Regions from separate parts of the Mus musculus genome. Here region 2 is linked to region 1. A link is a contact called in public promoter capture Hi-C data. All regions are on one chromosome and are shown on one strand. The core of a region is the stretch at or near the end of the contact, and the rest is flanking DNA. Distances in the headings are between cores, read along the strand shown.

Region 1 (3,659 bases), core at 519-3,018:
GGTATTTCAGGGACTTTCCATCAGGGGGCAGTCAAGTGCACGTGGGAAGGGACACCCTCTCTGCTTTGCAGGTTCTGAGGCTTAAGGCTGGGTACTCAGACACAGGTGAGGGCTTGGATAGTACTCACTTCAGGGACATCAGAGACCAGGCCTCTTAGGCTGAGCAGGGTCTCAGGGACAGCTTTCACACTGGGCCCCGTCTGACTATGTGTGTGTTGGTTTGTAGCAAAAGCACAGACCATACCAATCCTGTGGGGAGGGAGGCAAAGGAGAAAAGGGTTTGCAGTGTGCCCAGGAGCCCGGGTGCCACCATCCAGCCCTCCCTCCTGACCTAGGGAGCCTCTCACAGAAGCACGAGGGTGGTCAGCAGCAGGAAGATCATGAGGGTACCACGTTCACAGGCCATGGCCTTGTGCTCCGTCTTCACTCTGCCCCCACAGCGCTGGCGGCAGCGACAGCAACAGAAGCAGAGCCCAGTGATGGGCACCAATAGGAGGTAGAGGCCAGCAATCACAGCACACACCACGTAGCCTGCCTCATATCGAACCACCTGGGCAAGGCAGCAAGGCATGAGGGGGCTCACCCTGCCTTGCCCCTGTCCCAGTGGAAGTCAGAAGTGGAGAGAATGCTTGTATGCCTCCTCTCCCACATGGAACACACAAGGTGATGGCACCCTTACCATTGCACAGATGAGGCAACTTAGGTCTAAAGACACTGGGGATCACTGCCCACCCCGCCTTGAGGGGAAAGGATGCCTAAGACCCCACTCTGGCAAACACTCCTCAAGGTGGGCAGAACTGAGCAGGCGCATGCCTTCTGCTCACCCTTAACTCCCTCCCCAGCACCTGTAACTCTCTCCTCACCTCATCTGTCTTCACAGAAGATGGGTCATTCAGCAGGGTCTTTATCAACTCTGAGGAAAGGAAGCAAGCTGAGGGTTGGGGGACAGCCACTGCCTTGCCCCTGTGTCTAACCTCTCCCCACTGCCAAGCTAAGGGAGGTTCTTAGAGAAGGCAGTGTCATGTGGCCGTGACATCTTGCCAGGCCTCATCGTGCTGCAGGAGAGGCAGCTGGTAGAAGGCCTCAAGCAGACCTTTCCGTACTCTTCTAGTAGGTCCTGCAGCTGGCCTGGTAGTCCTTGCCCTCCTCCTGCCTCTTCTGGCCCTCCTGAACCCTGACACCATGGCGCTGGGACAATGTGCCAGACTTAACATAATGGACGCGCACCTAGAGGGGAAAAGGGGCTGGCCCAAGGTCAAACAAGAGGGCTGGCTAGCTGCTTCTCGAATCTAATAACGTGTGGAAGAAAAAAAGGCTGTGTAGTACCAGAAACCTCACCCTGCCTGTAGACAGGATGTGCACAGAGGCTAGTTGGGGACCCAGTGCCCGCAGACGTCCACTGGGGGGTGGGGTGGGGCGGGCACTCACCTGCCGGGAAGGGGTTAAGTTGAACCACGGAGAGGAATCGTCGCACGGTGCCATAGAGGGAGTTCAGGGGCCCCGACGCGCGAACAAGAGGGGCCAGCTCTCGTGTCCTGGGCACCCGAGCGAATGCCAGGTGCTCCACGCGCCCGAGGGACCCGCAGTCGTCTGTCACAGCTTCGGGCAGGCTCAGGGCCAGTCCCAGGCTCAGGCCCAGCAGGGGCACCATGAGGCCGGGTGAGCGCGTCATGAGTTCGGGCGGGTGGGCGGCACAGGTTCAGGCAGCGGACAGTGCGGACCAGCACGGGGCAGGCCGTGCATCCTTCTGTAGCCTTCTTCCCTCCGTCCCTGTGGCTCTACAAACCGGCCCGACAGGTTTGGGCTCCGGAGCTACCAGGTCGCCCGCCCGGAGCGTAGGAAGGGCAGGGGCGGAGGCCAGATAGGGGGCAGGGCCCGGCCCAGCCGCCCTTGGCTTTCTCAGTGAAGTCTGTGCCTCTCTCCCTCCTAACATGCTGGGCAAGGGCAGTCCGGAGTCCGTCCAGGAGTACCTCAGAGTCTCTGGATTATCTAGGATGGTCCAATTTCAAATAGAATTTTCCACACTCAGTCCCAGCAGCCCAACCTGAGGGCTGGTTAAACATGACCACCTAGTGAAACCCTGGCCCACTGACTTGGTCCTAAGACCAGACCCACAATGCCCAGAGGAAGCAGAGAGAGGAACTAGCCAGGCTCTCTCTGTTTCCTCTGGGCACTGTTTTGCTCCCAGGAGTGACCTCTGGCAGGCCAATCTGGAGCAGGTACTGTCCTTAGGGAGAGCAGAGGGTTGCCCTCTGCCCAAGCCATGCCCATCTGGTCACCAATGGCAAGAACCTGATACCAGTTATGCCCAGAGATGTGTCTCCAAAGGTGTGTGATTTTGAAGGACTGAATACACAGGAGCCTGTAACTGAGCAGGCGATGAGAAACACTCCTGATGGATGGAGGATATTCCTAGCAGCGTTATTCATGGCACCAGAAACAAACTGGTCCAAGAGACATCCCCCAGAGCACAACGGGCAGTCATCAAAATGAACTGAAAATATCCCTGTGACCTGGATAGATCCTCATGCATTAATAAGCACAAACAGTTATCACAGAGCAGTCTGTGACATGAAGACACACAACAGTGATCTTCTCCAGTAGAATCATGGGATATATATGTGTGTGTGTTTACTCCATATATTATATATAATAGATAACAGTATGCAAAAATATATTTAACTGATTTTGAAAATTACTCTCTCTGTATGAGTGCAGAGTGGCATGGTGTGAGTATGGAGGTCAGGGGACAGCTTTAATAAGCCACCTCACTGAGAGGCAAGGCTTTTTGTAGTTTCTGCGTAGTTAAGCTCTCTGAGCTTCTGGGTAGCTCTGTCTCAACCTCCCATCTTGACTCTTGCCGCCACATCTGCCTTTAAAGCCAAGTGTTTTATTCTGTGTATTTATTTACTTTGAGCGTTTGTTTACATGTGTGGGCATGTGGTGGTTAAAGGACAACTTGCAGGAGTCCTGGGGACGAAACTCAGGCCATCGGGGTTGGCACCAGCACCTTTACCCTCCCAGCCACCCCAGTGGCCATATCTGGCCTTTAAAAAGTAGATTCCTAAGTCAGGTTGTCAGGACTGTGCAGCAAACGCCTGTACCAGTGGAGCACCAGGGTCTTTTGCTCAACTGTGCATCTTCGATTCTGTGACTGAAACATAGGTCACCTGGCAGGTAAAGAAGTAACAGAAGGGGGTGGGGATGTAGTTTGGTTGGTAGAGTGACTGGCTGGCACAAAGCCTTGTGTTCCATTCCCAGCGTTGTATAAACTGGGCATGGTGGTGAGAGCCGGAAATCCCAGCACTTGGGGATTTAGGTGGGAGGATGAAGAGTTCAAGGCCAGCCCAGGCTACCCGAGATTCTGCCTTTAGAAATAAAAGGTAATAGAAATGTGTGAGTTTCCCTGAAGGGAGCCCAGCTCAGTTTACTACTGGTTTGTGGGGTGGGTGGGCTGCCCTGGTGGGGTTACTGGTAAGGAGGGATATAAGTGTGAGTTAGGGCTGAGCTCACAGCAGTGTCCTGGCCCTTCCCACTGTTACCCCCACAGTTCTCCTAGAGTTGGGGGTGGGGGGTACAATAGTGCACAGTCATGGAAGGAATGGTCCATTTAATAGCCGGCTGCAGACTGGAAAGGGGACCTCATTAAAGGATGATTC
Region 2 (3,659 bases), core at 657-3,156, 1.2 Mb after region 1:
GAATCTAATAAAATGGCCAGTGCTTCATTCCTACTGCATTGGTAGTAGCCTATAAAACAGTACTGTACAAGGGAGGCCCCATTAACAAAGACAGATTTGCGGCTGGAAAGTTGGCTCAGTGCTTAAGAGCACTTGTTGCTCTTGCAGAGGACCAGTGTTAAATTCACAGTACCCAACTGGTAGCTCACAAGTATCTGCAACTACATTCTAGGAGACCCAACACCCTCTTCAGACCTCCATGGGTACCCCAGCATACACATGAATGCAGTCAAAACACCCATACACATAAAACTAAAGTAATTAACCAGAAAGAAAAAAAGTCACATTTGTGTTGAACATGGTAGCACACACCTTTAATTCTATCTAGCACATGGAAGTCAGAGCAGATAGATCTCTGTGAGTTTGAGGCCAGTCTGGTTTACATAGTGAATTCCATTCCAGCTAGGGCTAAATAGTTAGACCTTGCCTTTAAAAGAAAAAAAAAAAGTGAGATTTAAGCAAGTCCTAGTGGCACACACGTGCAGTTCTAGCTACTAAGAAGGCTGGAATATTTGCACAACCAGGAATTCAAGTCCAGCCTAGGTAGCATAGCAAGACCCTGTCTGTCCTACGTAGATTTCTATTGTTGTGATGACCAAAAGCTACTTGGGAATTTATTTCAGCTTACAGTTGAAATGCATCATGAAGGAAAGTCAGAACAGGAATTCGAGGCAGGAACCTGGAGGCCAGAACTTAAGCACAAACCATAGAGGAACTGCTTACTGGCTTGCTCAGCTTGCTTTCTTATGCATCCCTGAATGACCTACCCGGGAATGGCACCATCCACAGTAAACTGGGCTCTTTCACATCAAGCACCAATCAAGGGTCTGTTTAATCCAGCGCTTCTGGTTTGATGTCCTCCTGCAGGGCTAGAGATGCAAGGAGCTTATTGTATCACAGTGCGTATGGGTCTGTCCTCAGTTTCAGTAATAAATACTTTAAATTTATCAGGGTGGTTTACTCTGGGCTCTAATGTGATCTTATCTCCAAAGAAAAACAAATCATTCTATTTCCTTTAAGAAAGCCTCATACGCCTTCCGTTTCTTTGAGATTCACAATCTGATGCCGTGGTTTGGGCCTCCCACCCTTTCCTGTAACAGCACTTTCTTCCATCCCTGTTTCAAACTCTTTCCTTACAGGATTCGGCTTAGTTCTCCCCGAGCTAACCTCTGGGGTGGAGGTTGCAAGATCTTGACGCCAGGGTCCGCTCTTGCACTCCGTTTCAGTAGCCAGGGGGAGGACCTGGCAAGCAGGGTGTGCTGCCACGGCGGCCACAGCCTCTGGAATGCAGCTGCTAGGACCTCTTATGCCAGTAGAGCCTGAACTGCAGAATCGCTGCCCCTCCAAAGCAGCTGGACCCACTAACCTTTAAAGGTCTTGGAGTTGCATCCGTCGCTCTCCACTAAATTCGGCCTCTACCCTTTCCAATCCCTTCTACCTACCCATACAGAGTGAGATTCCTCTGATGTAACCAAGTAGCCAGAGATCATCCTCCCGATTATTTTCTTTCTTAGCCCCCTCCCCTTCCTCTCCGTCTCTCGGTCCTTTTAGCTCAAGATGGTGGCCCTCCTTAGCTCTGTTCCATCTCCTCCAGCACCTCCCTTCCAGATTTCCTACACACTCAAGCCAGGGGTTAACCTGCTGGAGTTGACCCAAGTTCCATTCTGCCCCGCCCCTCCACCCTCCCTAGGGCTTGTCCTTGGATCCTCCCCTTCCCGCCCCCTCCTCCAGTTCCATCCTTCTTTGCTCTCTTTGCCCTTCCCCCTTCCCGCCCCTGTCCACTCCAACCTGCTGGCCCCTCCCGGGCCTGAGCCCTGGGCCCGCCTCTTCTAACTTAGGACTCCTGCGATCCCCAACTCCGCACTGCCACTCTGGCGCCTGCTGCCCGGGCGGCCGGGACTGAGGCGCTTCGCACGCGCCCTCGGCGACTGGCGAGTTTGGGACGTTGGTGGATACGTGCATCTGTCCGGAGAGAACTGCCAGATCCGCGGCCCCGCGATGGTTCTGGCCCCACTGCTACTGGGGCTGCTGCTGCTACCCGCGCTCTGGAGTGGAGGTGAGTGCAGGTTGCAGGGTCTCCGGGAGCTGCTACTCATTCCAGCGAGCCGTAGAGGGTTATGGGGGCTCCCTAGCCGGGTCTTGGGGTGCACGTCTTAGTAGAACCGATGGGAACCGAGAGCTTCCCATTACCACAGAGAAAGACCTCAAGCCCGGTTGGGCGCTCTGGGAGCAGCGAAGTTTGAGCCTTTAAGAAATGCAACTCAGGTCTGGCGTGGCATGCACCAAGAACTTTACCCTCAACACTGTCTAGCCTTGCCGAGCTTTGGCGGGGTTTCTGCGAATCATAGACCGAGGATTCCAAGGTAATTCCACGCCGTGAACCAATAAGTAGCTGCAAAAGTTGGATGTCACCGTTAGCGCGTGGCGTTGCTTGGAGGCTAGGTGTCCCGCCAGGGAAAGACTAGTTCTGGCTTCTCCCCTGGGCTCTGCTGAACATTGTGTTAGCCCTCCTTTGTAGGGACAGCCTGTCTGTGAGTGTAAGAAGCCTGCAAAAAGCCGAGGGGGACGATACGGTCCTTTCACTATTATTACTGTGGAGCGGAATCTTTTTTGTTTGGGTAGCACAAACAAGTGCTCAGACCACAAGTGCTCTCACAAGCGGTTCAATTTGACATGCTGGATTGATTAGCGCAAACAAGTATGGCAGGTTCCTCCAACAGATGACACTGAGGCACTTTGTAAAGAAGCTGCTGGGGGGAAAACAAAACAAGGTTTTTCCAAAAAGAAATAGACGCAGGAGGGGTTGGAAGACTACTATAAGCAAGCACATTTCAGGTATTGTTCCTTCAGGTATTGCTCCTGCCCTAAAAGATCTGTTTCTATTCGGAGTGTAATTTTGTCTCTTTGATCTTGAATCTGGTAGACTAAAGTTTGTCTTTTAAGGAAAGTTTGGTTTATGGTTTAGCTACAAACCTCATTTTTCCTCTCAAAGTTCATTTGCTCAAATGAGCTTTTTTTTCTTTTCTTTCCTTTTCTTTTCTTTTTCTTTTTTAAACAATTCTTTCCTTGCACATTAAATTACATAAGCAATTTGTAGTTTGAGGCAACGTGACAATTTGCAACAAACATCAACAGCCAAAAAACGAGCTAAGAACTGAGACCACTCTATTCTCCATTACTAAACCCTCAAAAGTTCCTCAGCCTTTCTGCCAGGACTGTTCTTAATAATCCGCTGAAAGTCGGGTATACTTTTGCTACTAGCCCTAGCAGGCCACGCGTCATTTTGGAGGCTGTGACTGTCATAAGCATGGGAAGAGTGATAGGAACCAAAGCTTTTGTTTGATATTTTTAAATCTATGCTTTATTTTCTTTTTGTTTTTGTTTGTTTGTTTGTTTGTTTGTTTTCGAGACAGGGCTTCTCCGTGTAGCCCTGGCTGTCCTGGAACTCACTCTGTAGACCAGCCTGGCCTTGAACTCAGAAATCCGCCTGCTTCTGCCTCCCAAGTGCTGGGATTAAAGGTGAGCGAGTGCCACCACTGCCCTGCTATGCTTTATTTTCTAAGTTTTGAAAACGTGTGATGAAGTTCTGTAGCTGACAGACATAGACAACCGTAGAAAGG

What was found. Promoter capture Hi-C pulls out the DNA fragments that hold promoters and counts their contacts.
Region 2: a contact with region 1 is called in a promoter capture Hi-C map of embryonic stem cells, with 5 times the contacts expected there. The contact joins the promoter of Mertk here to the promoter of Prom2 in region 1. A contact is called at or near these places in 2 of 39 promoter capture datasets (embryonic stem cells and hippocampal neurons).

What each region holds. Positions count from the first base shown.
Region 1 is chr2:127,539,649-127,543,307 of GRCm38.p6, forward strand. It overlaps Prom2 (prominin 2), which reads right to left and starts at 1,769. Exons shown (of 24, transcript NM_138750.2): 1 at 1,429-1,769; 2 at 864-913; 3 at 348-550; 4 at 129-249. The coding sequence starts at 1,672.
Region 2 is chr2:128,697,009-128,700,667 of GRCm38.p6, forward strand. It overlaps Mertk (MER proto-oncogene tyrosine kinase), which reads left to right and starts at 1,907. Exons shown (of 19, transcript NM_008587.2): 1 at 1,907-2,095. The coding sequence starts at 2,038. It overlaps Gm39931 (a long non-coding RNA gene), which reads right to left and starts at 1,494. Exons shown (of 5, transcript XR_001783466.2): 1 at 1,406-1,494; 2 at 807-908.